Regions from separate parts of the Gossypium hirsutum genome. Here region 1 is linked to region 2. Evidence: chromatin contacts called from public Hi-C data. All regions are on one chromosome and are shown on one strand. Each heading gives the region's core, a stretch centred on a gene start, on an enhancer-like site or on the middle of the called end of the contact. The rest is flanking DNA. Distances are from core to core; before and after follow the strand shown. Region 1 holds the start of LOC107917957 (filament-like plant protein 4). Region 2 holds the start of LOC121205395.

Region 1 (7,086 bases), core at 2,126-4,625, 370 kb after region 2:
CCATTTGCAGTTGAATCATTTGAAGAACACGCCAACTTCTCCATCTCAAGAAAGTCGTCCATAAGATGCAGGTGCTTCACATTTTCAGTTTTATTCAACTTTTCAATGCTCTTTTCCTTTTTGAATTGAGAGAGCTCGGAGATCATACCAGTTGCCCATGAGTCGGCACAACTTTTTTCATCATCAATTCCATCTTCAGACACAGAAGTCACACTTGGTGAATTGCTAGCTTTTGAGGGGCTTCTTTGCTGGTTGCTGATGGCAAGTTGTGCTTCTAAAGTTTGAAGCTTGCTAGATGTCTTAGCACACAGATTCCTAGAAGCCAGTAGTTCACTGTTACGCTTTGCCAAAGCTTCTTTCAGCATCTTTGTTTCTTCTTCCATTGCTAATAATCGTTCAGTGAGAAACTCATTCTCTTTATGGAATTTCTGTGCATTGTCAAGGGAAAAGTCAGTGACAGCAGGTGTGTGTGGAGTAGAAGGCCGGACGGGAGACCTTTTTAATCGAGTATCTCCATAATCCCGGCCTAAACTCTCAACCTCTAGCTTCATTTGGGCAAGTGCAGCAGGACCAGGCAACTTTTTCCTCACAAGACCACGCAGTCTTTGGCACTCTGCTTCTAGCTTTGCTATCTTTTTTACACCCTCCATATGCTGCTTGTTAGCTGCTTCTGCAGTTCTCATGCTCATGTTCCTTTCTTCATTGCGAATTTCGAGCTCTTTGGAAACTACATGAATCTCATATTTCAGTGAATTGATTTCCCTTTCACATGATTCGATGTTACCCTTCAAACACTCAATCTGGGTCTCAGCTTGAGATTTTTCTTCAGTAATCTTGACCAGCATGTTAGAACGTTCTTGCAAAGACCTAGAAATTGCATCATTTTCAGCCGCAGACTTACAGAGCTCTTGGTCTAAATAAGCTATCTTTGCTTCGAGCTCAAGCTTAATCTTTTCACATTGCTTGTTTTTGCTAACAGCCAAATCTTGCAACTTCTGCTCATGTTCTTCCTTCAGATTTCGGATTTGCCGCATGCACTCTTTAAGAGCACCATCCAAATGCGATGCCCTATCTTCAGCAGTGAGCTTCAAAAGGGTAACAGATTCCAGATGATTTTTCAAGGCCAAGGCCTCTGCTTCAGCCTTTTCCCAACCTACAGCAAATTCAACAGCAGAGAGTGAGAAAAAATTGGACCAAGTTTAGCTACAGGAACTTTACTCTTATATTAGACTGAACATTTGAGCATAGACTAACCCGAGACTGCTTCTTCTGCAACTTTAGTGTGCTGTTTCACCAGGTCTTCCTTGCCACTAATCTCTGAATTGGCAGCAGAGAGCTTTTCATTCAAGTGCTTAATCTCATTCTCCAATGTCTGGACTTGTTCCTCGTATATTTTCACTTGATTCTCCAAACCAGTGAGATGTGAATATGATTCCATGGAAATTTGAACATACTTGGGTTTTTTGTAAGTATTCTGTTCAACACAAAATCATTATCTGATAAAACAGCTCAATAATTTAGATGATAAGCAGATATAAATCTCTGCTCCAGCTGAGATAATGTGCAAGGGCATAGAAATGTAGAATGTTGAGAAAATAAACACCAATTTTCCGATGTGGTTTAGTTACATAAACAAGATTTACCTGATCATTTTGAGATGCAGCTGAAGCTAAAGCAGCAGCGGCGGCATCTGCTTCGGCGGCAGCAGCAGCAGCATCTTTATCAGCTTTATCAGATGATTTTTTCTTCCAAGGCCAACGGCGGTCCATTACTTGAAACCCCTTTATAGCCTATGTCAAGAAGACCAAATAATTTGTCAAGAAAAATATATATACTGCAAAAGAAAAGGAAACTGAACATCACAGCCTCCCTCCAATCCAAAAATCATAGTATATGACTAAGGATACACGCTGCAACCAACCTATTTAGGCCGTATTACTCTCAGATAAGTTTCTGACACTCTTTTTCTAATCGAAATGAAAACAATTTCAAACCAAGTTCAATTTTCTTAAACCGTATTCAAAGACTATAAACAGAAACATGTTCTATGATACCAAAAGCTAACTGCCTTACATATTTGGTATCGAAACCACTCAAGAGTTCAAATAAATCCTCCCAAAGATAATGCAAATCTTAGTAATTCACTGAGAAATAGAAAAAATTAAGAATGAGGATCATCAGGTTAGGTAGATTTCTTTAACATTGCATGATGGAATAATGTTTTGGTGGATATTCACCAAACTATTAATAGCCACCAAGAATGCTAAGAAGAAAGTTTAATATTTTTATTAGAATTTACTTTGACCAAATCAAATTATTAGACAGCTGTCAGAAATCAAGGTGCTCTTCTCTTTTATACTACATTTTCTCAGCTACCAAACAGAGCATCATGTGAGGGGGTAAAAAAAGGTTTCCAAGGTTGAGAAATTACAAAGCAGATTGTACTACTAGAATGAAGAAGCAGCAGGAGTTTGGTATTTGTGGTAATTTGGGACTGAAAATAACGTGAAAGAAAAAGACAAGCCATCAATTTAGAACTGAAAAGGGAAGAAGAAGAAAAAAAAAGGCACCGTGTGACATCCATTCATTATCGTACAACATAAATATAAACGCCATGGTTTTAGATAGAAACAAGTAAGATCGTCAGTGTTTCAAAGTGTTGTGAATCGAATCAGAGCAAAACCAAGTTCATCAATGGCTTCAGTTGAAATGCAAAAAGAAGATCTAATCAAAAAGCAAAAGATCTTAGAATCAAAAGCTCGCTTCATATCAGGCAAAACAAGAAATTGAAACTTCACCGACAAAAAAAAAGCATCTCAAATGAAACATTTTAGTCTGCATAAAACCTGACATCTATTTGTCTTGCAATTAAAAGAAACCAGAAAGAAACAAAAACTAAGGGCAGAGGGAAAAACATAAGTTTTCCATTTTTACTCACTACGCACTACAACTGTGCTTTCACCATCAACCTTTATGCTTAAACCAAACAAACAAGCAAATGAAAAGTTAAAAAAAAAAAAAGAAAGAACGAAAGAAAGAAGCATTTTAGAACTCGCATTATTTCATAAACTTGACTTACCTTGAGAATCAGAAATGAAAGTTTGTACAGTATAAACAAAAGAGTGTTGTTTGAGATTTAAAGTTAAGATCCAAATTTGTGGGTTTTTTGGTTATTGGTTTCAGTGTTTTGAGGAAGTGAAAGAAGTGGTGGCAATGGCGGAGGAGGAGAGAGTGGGACCGTGGTGGTGGCGTTGGGGCAATAAAGCAAAAGTTACAAAACCAGTTCGGCTTTGAGATTATTAATAGTTTTCTGCAAATAAAAATTAAAGGCCACTGTTTTTTGTTTTTGTTCATTAATTACAGGCCAGTGTTAGTTACATATACACGTACGTATACACACATATATATATATGGTAAATTCCCTCAACTCATATTAGATTTTAGGACTTTCCATCTATAAACCTTTTATTTTTAATCATATTTATATCTTAAATTCTCATTTAAGGTTTATATTTAATATATTCATAGCCTACATAATGGCATTATCTTATTTATTCTTAAACATATGATAAAAATATGAACCACTATTTTATGTATATTGTTTTAGATAATTTGAGCACTAAATATTTTTATTCTCTAATTTTATAAAAAAAGTCATTTTAGGTTTCAATTAAATTTTTTAAATTTATATTATTTATCAAATCATTTCAAAATAATTGAAAATTTTAACATTTGTTAACTTTACTCACTATACACATGGCAACCCACATGCATGTTATCTTAACAATTAACATGTACGTCAGTAATTAATTATTTTTTTAATTTTTTAAATTTTAAATAATTAATTAATTGTAGGCATGACATCTATGTTACAACCCACATATCTACCACATCAATAAAATTAACAAATATTAATTTTTCATCTATTTTTTAATAGTTTAACAAACAACGTAAATTTAAAGATTAAAAAAAGATAAAAATTAAAATAGAAAATTAAAATAACCTTATTTATAAAATTAGAAGACCAAATGAATTATTATGTTAAAAAAATTAAAAATGAGAAATGAATTTTGGCAATTCATTGTTATACCTTTTTCATGTTATAATTATTTTATATATTAATATAATTTTAATAAGTTTGTAATTTATATTAATAATTTAAATATATTATGTTTTTAAATCAAATTTAATACATTTTGGCATAGCTATATACTCACTGTGGTAGAGCAACTGCTGGGCTGTAAACGATATTTTGGAAAGCTATGTTTCTATGTGCGATTTTGGCGTACTGTAAATGTTACGACTTAGGACCGCCGTCACTACTCGTTACAGCTAATGAGGATTTGTTTTAATCAAATATTGCCTGCTACCATGCTCCGTCGCTGCATCTATTGCCATGTGTAACCGCATCTCCACCATTGAAATTGCTTCAGTCCGTTGGTATTCGGGACATGTAATTTAATGTTAGTGATTTTCGACCCCAATTGCAGGATTTTGTTGTCTACTGAATTTGGTTTTATCCTGCTCTCTAATCTTTGCTTTACATCCATCACTAATTTCTGTTTTGCTAGATTAAATTACTTCCTCAGTCATGCTAAATAGAAGTTCATTAAATAGTAATAGAATGTTGATTGCGTATTTCTTAATAGAATGTTAATGTGCATTTCTTATTTTAGTTCTTTTAAATTAGAGTGGTTCTCATTTTCGTCATTTTAAAATTAGGATAAATTATCTGTTAAATATTTTAAATAGACATTGTTATTATTTTAGACACTAAAAAATACATTAGTCTTCCATTATTATTTTAAGGGTGGAGTGACAAATTTGATCAATTTTTTTTTTGGCTATGATCAAATTAACAAAAAAAATTAAGAGTGGACCAAAATAAGAACGACCATTACCTTAATTAGGTGACATTGCAATCATACTCACCCTTGCCTGCCAAGCAACTTGCCATGAAAACCCCTTGCAATGACTCCAACACCAACTTGTTTAGTCTTTAGATCTAATAAACCATCAACATTTGTCTTAACCCAACCTTGCTCTGGTTTTTGCTAATTAACCTCATCATTACATTGATTTTCATTCAGATTAGAAGACATCCCATTATACCCAATCTCTAGGATCTCCATAGCTACCACTTCTTTCTTGCAAATAGTCCTCTTAGCATTTATTCTAGCCCCTTGCATCATCATCTCACAACGCATCTTCCATATCATCCACTAGGTAAGGATTATTCTAATTTTCAACTCTTCATCCCTAATGGACTTCATTATTTCTACAAACTAGCAAACAACATCGTCCACATCTCCTTTGTTAATTCTAAGTCCACTGTAAGCCTCAAACCATACACCCCTCACCCAATCACAGCCAAAAACAAGTGCTCCAAAGTTTCCATTTCTTAATAGAATGTACTACAAAAATGGGATCTAAATTTAACTCTCTTCCACAAATTGAAACTACTAGAAATAGCATCAATACAGACCCTTTAGAGAAATACTTTTATCTTACTAAGCACCTTCAGATTCCATATAAAGTTCCAAATAGATTTATTAATAACATATGATGATGAAGGCCTCAAAGTGTTGTTTCCCTTAGCTTCCTTCTTGATTATCTTGTAACCAGATTTGATAGAGTAGCAACCTGAAGCATTATGTGGCCATATCAGTCTATCTATACCATTTGGATCCCCTAGGAATATTAAGAATTACTTCATTCTCCTCTCCTAAAAGCCAATGTTCAATAGATGACAAGTTCCAAGTGCCCTTCTCTTTGTAGATAATCGCAGTCACTTTGCTTACTAAATCTTCTTTTAGAATGCCCGGATGATGGATTCTATCACCCCTTATTCCTCTAACCCATCTATCTTTCCAAATTCCAATAGTTTCTCCATTCATCACCTCTCATAAACATTAGCTCCTTGAGAACTCATGAACCTTCCACCAAGCTACTCCATGTCCAAGATGCTCTAGATCCTTTCTCTGCCTCCATGATAGATTTGTGGGGAAAGTATTAACCTTTCAAGACCTTAACCCATAAAGATCTTGGTTTAGCAATCATCATCCATCTTTGTTTAGCCAACGTTGCTAGGTTAAAAGCTTCAAAGTCCTTGAACCCCATTCCTCCTAAGACTTCCAATGAATTTTCCTTTCATTGTGAATTTGCCCCACCAAAAATTAGCAATGGCCTAATTTATTTCCCTACAAAAATACTTCAGAAACTTGAAACATGCCATTAAGTAAGTTGGAATTGCACATGCTACAAATTTGATCAGGACCTCTACTAGATTGATAGAATCTACTTCTTCCAACATTTCAACTTTGCCAACAATCTTTCCTTGATGTAACTCAAAGCATCCATCCTTCTTTTACCCCACAACGTAGGAACACCAAGGCATGTCTGAGGATTCTTGTAAAACTGGACTCCATGTTTGTTGGAAAATCGGGTTTGGAAAATGCAGCGAGAAATAAGTTTAAGGGGAAAACCTGAGTTTTAAATTTTTCTCCAAAAACAAGAACTTGGTTATTATATCTAAAGTAATAAACACTTAATCAAAATTGTACATTTTTTATTGGTCTAGGATGAATGCTTCGACCAAGTAGTCTTCTTCGTTATCCTCAAGTTCACGTCTATTGAGTTTGAGCTCATTTCGAATAAAATTTTTTTTCCATAAAATTTGCAATGGGGTAATTTTGCAATTTCTCTAAATTTTTGGATCAAATTTTAAATAAAAATATTTCTAGAAATTTTCTGAGATAATTTCTTTAAAGAATTTTCTCTCTACAACTTTCTCTTGAATTTAAGTGTGAAAAATAATGACTCATGGCTCACTTTATATAGGGAGAGTTTAGAGAGTTCAACTATGATTAAACTTAATCACTTTAATATTAAATTAATATAATACTTATCAAGATAAATATTAGATTAAATTTAGCACTAAGATAATCACTTTAAAATTAAATTAATAAAATACTATCATGATAAGTATCAAATTAAATTTAATATTAAATATATTTAAATTCATATTATTTTTGAAATAATTAATTTGAAATCAAATTATCGGATAGAGTCCCAATAAGAGTGTGA
Region 2 (7,434 bases), core at 4,604-7,103:
ATAATAAACAAAAAAACAAAATAAGATTACTTCTTTTTTCCATTTCTTGCTCGATGAATTCGATAAAAAATAAAATGTTATATTTATTTATGATTTTGAAATCAATTTAAATTAAATTATATATGATGTGATTGATAGTGAGGTATATAATATGTTAATTAAATTAAATTAATAAGTATATATTACCGATATCAAATATATTGTGGATGGAAAAAATTGTATGAAATACAACTTAAAAGTTAATAAAGTAAATGATGATTTATATAACAAAACTTTTAAAAAAATCGTTGGCGTCGTCAGGCCAAATCTGTGCCACAACCCGATGGGTGTTGCTTTCGAGATGAATTTCTTCGTACAAGTTGGGGTTTTGGCTCCTCATCTTCTTCATCTTCGTCTTCAACTCGAGCTCGATCTTCAGCTTCATCTCATTCCTCCGTGGTTGTGTGCGGTGTCATCCTAGGTTGCTATTGTATGTCCTCCATTTTACTAATAAGTGGGCGAAGATTAGCCACCTCAGTAGAACAATGACACCGGGTTACTAATAGGTGTTTGCGATACTAGCTACGAATAAGTGTATAGTGTCGCATAACTCGGTTATGGATAAAATTTTGGAATGGTCAGAGATGACGGATATGTCGGTGTTGTTGTCAGCATTGGCATGTAATATGGTGTTGGGGATGGAGGTGGTGCAAAAATCATACCTACAGAAGGTGTTGATGCAGGGAACAGTGGTGCGTAGTGTGGTACTTGTGTAAAAATAACAGGGTTAGTGAATACACTAGAATAATATGAAGGACACCGACGGGGAGGTGGTGCAACCATCAGTGCCTCGTGTTCGGTTAAAGCTGATGATGGCTTCGTCGCGGCATGTACTTCCACCCTAGGATCCTGGTGGGGTCGTCTTGACCACCTCGTACGATGTTGCCTAGTTTTTTGTTCCTCTGACAGTATATATGGCTTGCCATGATGTCTAAACCATGACATGTAGTTTGGAGAGGTCGCCAATTCTGATATGAGAAATCGTTCGCACATAGGTATGAAATCATACATATACTCCCAAATGTTGATATATTGCTCGTAGAATTTAGGTCAATCTTTGTTGGTTCTCCTTTGTAAGTAAACCTTATGCAGTTCTTCAATGTTTTCGGGTGATGGCGAAATAATTTGCCTAAACCTGAACTGGCACATCACTCGATTGGATTTGTGCATCTCCACTGTCGCGTAAACTATCAATGGCACCTTGACATGCCAGATATTGTGATTGGCTAAAAATTTGGTTGGGATACATGCTTGAATTTTTGGATTGATGTATGGCATCCATTCAAACTATAGTAAAAAATTATAAATTTTATTATCTATAAAATATTAAAATTTGAAACATTATGTAAATATTATATAATTGAAACTTTCAAAAACTAATCTCGACTTTCTATTGTTGATCTATCAGTAGTCGGATATCTTTGATCTTGTCTGCCAGTTCTACATGACTTGTGTGATTGTTCCACCTATTCAAATAATATGTTATTTAAAAAATATGATAATGATAAAAATATATTATGCTAACTATATTATCAAATGAATTTTACATTGTCACGAGTGATAAAGTATAAGGGGCGTTAACTTGAGGAAGTAAAAATGATAGTCGATACCATGCCCATGACTACAGAAGGAGTATGTGACCACTAATTTTAATTTTTGTGGTTGCATTGCCTGACACATCTCTTGATACAACATGGCAAACACAGTTAATCCTCAATTGAGTCACGCTGCTTCTTTCAAGTTGACGAGTTGTAGTAGCGACCTTAAATGTACCAGAGTTCGAGATTTATCAGGCATTAGAACACCCCTCAATTAACCTCAGGATTTATGCTTAGGCGTATTGTTCTTTTTTAAGGGCACTGGTAGAGTTGTCGAGATAATTGAAATTTTGTTCCAACCATTTCATCTGTATCTAGCTAGTAAAAAACTTCTCTGGCGTCTTACTTAATAGTTGCTCGCAAGTATTGCTCCAACCCAATGATTGACTTATCCATTGATAAATTGAGTTGTATTTTTATTTTAATCGTATTAACATATTAGCAAAATTAGTTGAAAATAATTCTAAATCATAATGCTACCTATCTGTTTGATAATTAAATCATTTACAAAAGCAATACCAAAACTAGAATTAAGCAAAGGATCAAATTAATTACTTATTCTATTTAAGTATTGAATGAAACTAATGGTAGCTCTCTTCAACAACTTTGATTAGGACTAACCATGCCCACCTTACCCTCACTACTTGATTTTTTGTTTACCTTCTTAAATTCCATATTTTATTTAATTATGTATTCCCCCTTTATTTTATGAAAAATTTAAAAATTGATTACTTTAATTTATAAAATATAATCATTGAACTTTGTAAAAAATAAGATATTAAATTCAATTAGATAATAGTGTTAAAATTTCCTATTAAGATTATATGCAGAAAAAGTAACAATAATTAAGCGTTTAAAAATTTATTCAAGTTCCTTTGTTTACTAACAAATGAATTAACTTGTGAATATTAATTTATAAAGAAAAAAGATTACACACCTAAATCCTTCCCGACCGCCCGTGATATTAAAAAAGATTTCAAATGAGTTTTATCAGATTCAAACTAAAACTGATATTTTTTAACAAAATCCTAATTATATAGATTCAAAATAAAACTGAGTTAGAGAGGTGGAAACTTCTGATGACAATAGCATATAGACAGATGAGTCCAAAATTTAAAAATGAAATCACCAGAGTTTACAGTAATTAAAGTTTTATAGGAAAATTACAAATATATCAAGCCTAAACACATAAAACAAGAAGAACGCATTGATTGTGCATATCCCTAATGCACGTGTCTGCAATCTTCATTCATCTTTGTAAAAAAGTCCACCCCTCTAATTTTGCAATTATTCCAAGATCATCTCACGTGCCTCTTAATTATGCTCCTCTTTTGAATTAACTCAGCTTTATACATGGGAAATCATTACTCAAATAAAGTTAAAAAGGACAATTATTGAAAATTTTATTATTTTTTTAAAAAGAAAATATGTGACCATTTATAGTTTTTTTATCGGTATATATTATATAATAATTCTAATTTATTTTTGGTACCATCAACCCATAAAAAATGCAGTGTGTGTAGGTAAGTGAATTAAGACTGTGAAAGGAGACGATTCAATGGCTGCATTTTAATATAGGTTAAATTTTGTTATAGATTTACTTCTTACACTTTAGTTTAATCAAATTTTAGTTCTTTTTTTTAATTGGTCAAATTTAATTCCCATATTTTTAAAATTTTAGTAATTCTACCGATTTAGTTAAATTTAATTACTAGTCCTGTACTATGCATATAACTGTTGATTTAGTCTACATTTTTCAATTGGATCATTGTAAGTCCTTAAGCTTTTTAATTTTTAAAATTTTAATCTTGAAATAAATGAAAGTTGTTAATCCATTAACTAAAATTTTAAGGAGTAATATGTAAAAATAACAAGCTAACGTGACATTACATATATAATAATATATTTGGTACATCAAAATTAAAAAATAAAAAACTTTTGAATATAATGTCAAAATAAAAAAAAAATCCTTAATGAATTTGAAGGAGGATTAAAATTTTAAATTTTAAAAATACAAAAATTTAAAATAATCAAATCATAAAATATAGAGACTCAGTACAAGAAGAGAAGGAAAATTTTGGCGTTGCTTTGTCTATTTATTACACACCGTCTGTGTCCGTTCATCAGAAACCAGCAATCAAGGATTTCAGTGTCCGTTAATTTATTCAAAAAAGAAAAACAAAATTATTTAAATTGAAATTAAAATTTTTTTATGTAACCATCAAATATTTAATTTGGCGCAACAGGAATCAGCTGCCACGCATGCGGTTAAGCAGTTGAGCTAACAAACATTATAATTCAATTCCAAAAAGAAAGGGCTTTTATCTCGTGTGGCACAACGTAAGATCAAAGTTTATGTACACTGTTAATGAGCATCGTTAGATTACACTAATTCTATGAAAATAATGATATTTTGAGTTTTCATATCACTCCAGATTCAAGTGCTTTGTAAATGACTACGAAACAAGGAAGGATAGCCCTTGGATTAAAGACAACTAACTCCTCCAGATTGGAGTAAACCCCGGCGTACGCAGCTACAGAGTCGTACGAACCAGCCGAGGAAGATACGCCGCTGCTATTCTCGTCCTCCAACGGCGGCGCTTCATCCGCCACTCGCTTCACCCTTCCCGCGATCACACGGCAAACCAGCATGGCCCTACGTCCGTCCGTACGCTTAATTGAGTCGTGGGCCCTACCGCTACTAGCCGTTGTGACGACACCCTTGAATTCTGCGGCTGGCGCGGTCCCTTCGCCTTTGTTTTGGAACCCTTGTCTGATAATGGTGCAGACGCCGCAGCCGGGAATGGAGCCGCACAAGCTGGAGGAGCCGCGCGCGCCGAGGGAGCAGGACAAGGTTGTGCAATGGAAACGGAGGAGTTCGTTGCCGTCAGCGGCGCACCTGGGGTTCTTTCTGGTGCTATTAAGGGCGCGCGTTTTCACCGCGTCGCGGCAGTCCTCGAACCGTTGGATGGTGCGTTGGTTGTTGTGGACTTTCAATATCCGTTCGATCTTACAGATCGGATTGTCCTTCTTTAGCCAGCTGGATTTGAAAATAATTTCCACAATGTTCCGGCCCGAATCTTCTGGACCCAACTCCGAAACTAAACCAACAAAAGACTGGGATCAAATTAAAAGAAAAGAATAAACATTAATTTCACTTGTCGGTGGGGCACGGTCCTCACAAAACCCTGCATATTTAGCGCTACCATAAACACTACTTGCCACGTCATTGCCTCAGTCTTTTCCGAAATGGGTGGTGGGCAATTTAACCCACTGATTTGTCAAAGTTGCAAAGTTTTCATTTTAATTTCTGTAACTTTGGATAAACAATTTTAATGACTAAGTAATACTCTATCTAGTCAATTTCAGGAATATAAAATAGGTATAGAAATTACAGTACCTGCATGGCGAACTGCTTGATGAAGTTCCAAGCTTTCAATTTCTGGGAACACCTCTCCGCACTGTGAGCAGGCACAGATGCTTGTTCTTGACGATGGATACCTGCAATTTTTCACATTTTCTAAATAAAGTTCTGGAAAATGAGAAAAAAAATTCAAATTATTTTTTTCTATATTTATATAAATAGTATACCTGCTAGGGTCAACGATCGTATGACATTCATAACACCCAGAAAGCTTCCTGAATTGAATAGCTCTTGAAGAAGACGAGGTGGTGGTGCTGTTATTGGATCTTGTTGACCCCGACAAGGACCGTGACGACGACCCATTAACAGCTTTGCGTCTGAGCAGCGCAGTTTCTTGACCTAATGTGCTACTCTCAGGTGAGTTATCAGCTCTGTGAACAACCCTCGTGTTTCCATGAACGACGTCCCTGAAGCTGCAGATGGAGCTACAAGAGGAACCCAGTTTTGAGTAGCCATGTTGATGATGATGAGGCGGCGCCGGGTTATTGTTCTTCGAAGGGTCGTGGACTTTGGACCCTTCCATCTGTTTGCAAGTGAGCAAGTTCTTGATTTGATCCCAAGAAGACGTGGTGGGCTGCTTTTGCCTTTTCACTTGCTTTCTGCGGCGCTTCGGCGGTTGTTTCATGGGCTCCGCCGCCGCCTCCGGCAAGAAAGTCAGCAGAGCCATAATAAAAAATAATACAAGTGTAGATTCAGCTCTCTCTCTTTTCTTATAATTTTTGTGGGAAATGGGGTGGGATCTGAGAGTGGTAATAAGGAGGAAAATTGAGGCGGGTGGGAGTGGGGTCGCTGCCTATTTATTGCATTAATGTTGTTATTATTATTATTATATAACTCTCTCCTTTAACTGTGTACAAGTGCTTAAGTTTTGGACCACTTGATACAAGTCACGACGTGACGGTCCATCTAATGATTTTGGACTCCATCAATGGAGAAGTCATCCGATCGAACGGTTCTCCACTATTTTAGTGAATGGCCGGCACTTTATTTATGGTTTTCAGACGTCTATGAGGGCCTTCGTCTCACTATCATTTCTTTAATTGATAATATTTAGGGTGTAAGTCTTTAGAAAAGTTGAAGTTGAAAATATAATAAATTTGATTGAAACTCAGTCGATATTAGTTATTTCTTAAAAGTTCTAGCAAGGTTGAATTCAGGAAGCTAATGTTCTTACCATGCATTGTTAATTAGAGGTTTGGAAGTCTTAAGATAATTTTATCAATTTATCTTTAATTTTTAATAGAAATTTTGACTAAAATTTTATTTCTTTTAATGATGTTAGTGTGCTAACTCATATGATATTTTCGTGTTCACATAACGAAAATAATTTTAAAAACTTTTGTATGTAAAAAAAAAACCATAAAAAAAGAGAAAAAATCAATTAAGTCATTGTATTAAATTCACACAAAATTAAGCCCTGCCATTAATTAAAATAATCAATTAAGCCATCAGTTAATGAAATTTATGGTTAACCATGTTGATCATTAAAGTAAATTGATAAACCAATCAGATGGTGATATATGATAACTTTTGACTTGCTATAGTAATTTTCTCATAATAAATGATTAAAAATCACTAAAAATTATTAAAAAATTGATATAAATTTATAAAAGTTATAAAAAAATAACTTATAAATATTATAAAATTCTAATAAGTTATAAAATTTTATAAAAATTAATAAAATTTATTAAAAATTTTATAAAAATGTATAAGAATTCTTAAAAAATTATAAACATTTAAATTTTTTTAAAAATATTAAAATTGATATAAACTTATAAAAAGTATAAAAAAATCATAATTTTTTTTAAAAATTACAAAAATCAAATAATTATAAAAAAATAAAATTAATAAAATATATTTAAAATTCTATAAAAATTAATAAAAACTTATAAATAATATAAAAATTTTAATAAAGTATAAAAAATTGTAAAAATTATTAAAAGATATAAAATTTTTAATTTTTAAAAAAGTCATTTAAACCCCTAAAAATACATGACATCATACCAACTGTTGGATAATGAGAATAGTCATCATATCATTACTCTCATTTTCATGTTGAATAAAATTTTCTCGATCTTCCACAAATAAAGCGATAGTTGTGGGGCCCTCTCTTTATTATTGATAACTTATTTTTAAAAAAAATTTATCTCCAATTTTTTATGTACGATAAAACAAAGCATTTTTGGTACATTTAGTTATTATCAAACAAAAATGTGCTTATCCAACTATTAGCATATATTAATATGAAATATTTTGACCATGGCTTTCAAAACTAAATCGGTGGTTGAATAAGTCAGGCCACCAGCCCATCCAATTAAATTAAATAAAACATTAAAAAGTACTAAAAATAAAGAATTGATGCAACCATCCAGT

Evidence for each region. A called contact is a pair of places that touch in the nucleus more often than the background predicts.
Region 1: a contact with region 2 is called in a Hi-C map of leaf, with 1.7 times the contacts expected there. The contact joins the promoter of LOC107917957 here to the promoter of LOC121205395 in region 2. A contact is called at or near these places in 3 of 34 Hi-C or Micro-C datasets (all in leaf).

What each region holds. Positions count from the first base shown.
Region 1 is chrA01:22,425,803-22,432,888 of Gossypium_hirsutum_v2.1, forward strand. It overlaps LOC107917957 (filament-like plant protein 4), which reads right to left and starts at 3,376. Exons shown (of 6, transcript XM_016847403.2): 1 at 3,080-3,376; 2 at 1,644-1,790; 3 at 1,255-1,474; 4 at 1-1,153. The coding sequence starts at 1,769.
Region 2 is chrA01:22,055,501-22,062,934 of Gossypium_hirsutum_v2.1, forward strand. It overlaps LOC121205395, which reads right to left and starts at 5,854. Exons shown (of 3, transcript XM_041076064.1): 1 at 5,229-5,854; 2 at 5,038-5,138; 3 at 3,935-4,738. The coding sequence starts at 5,728. The coding sequence ends at 4,059.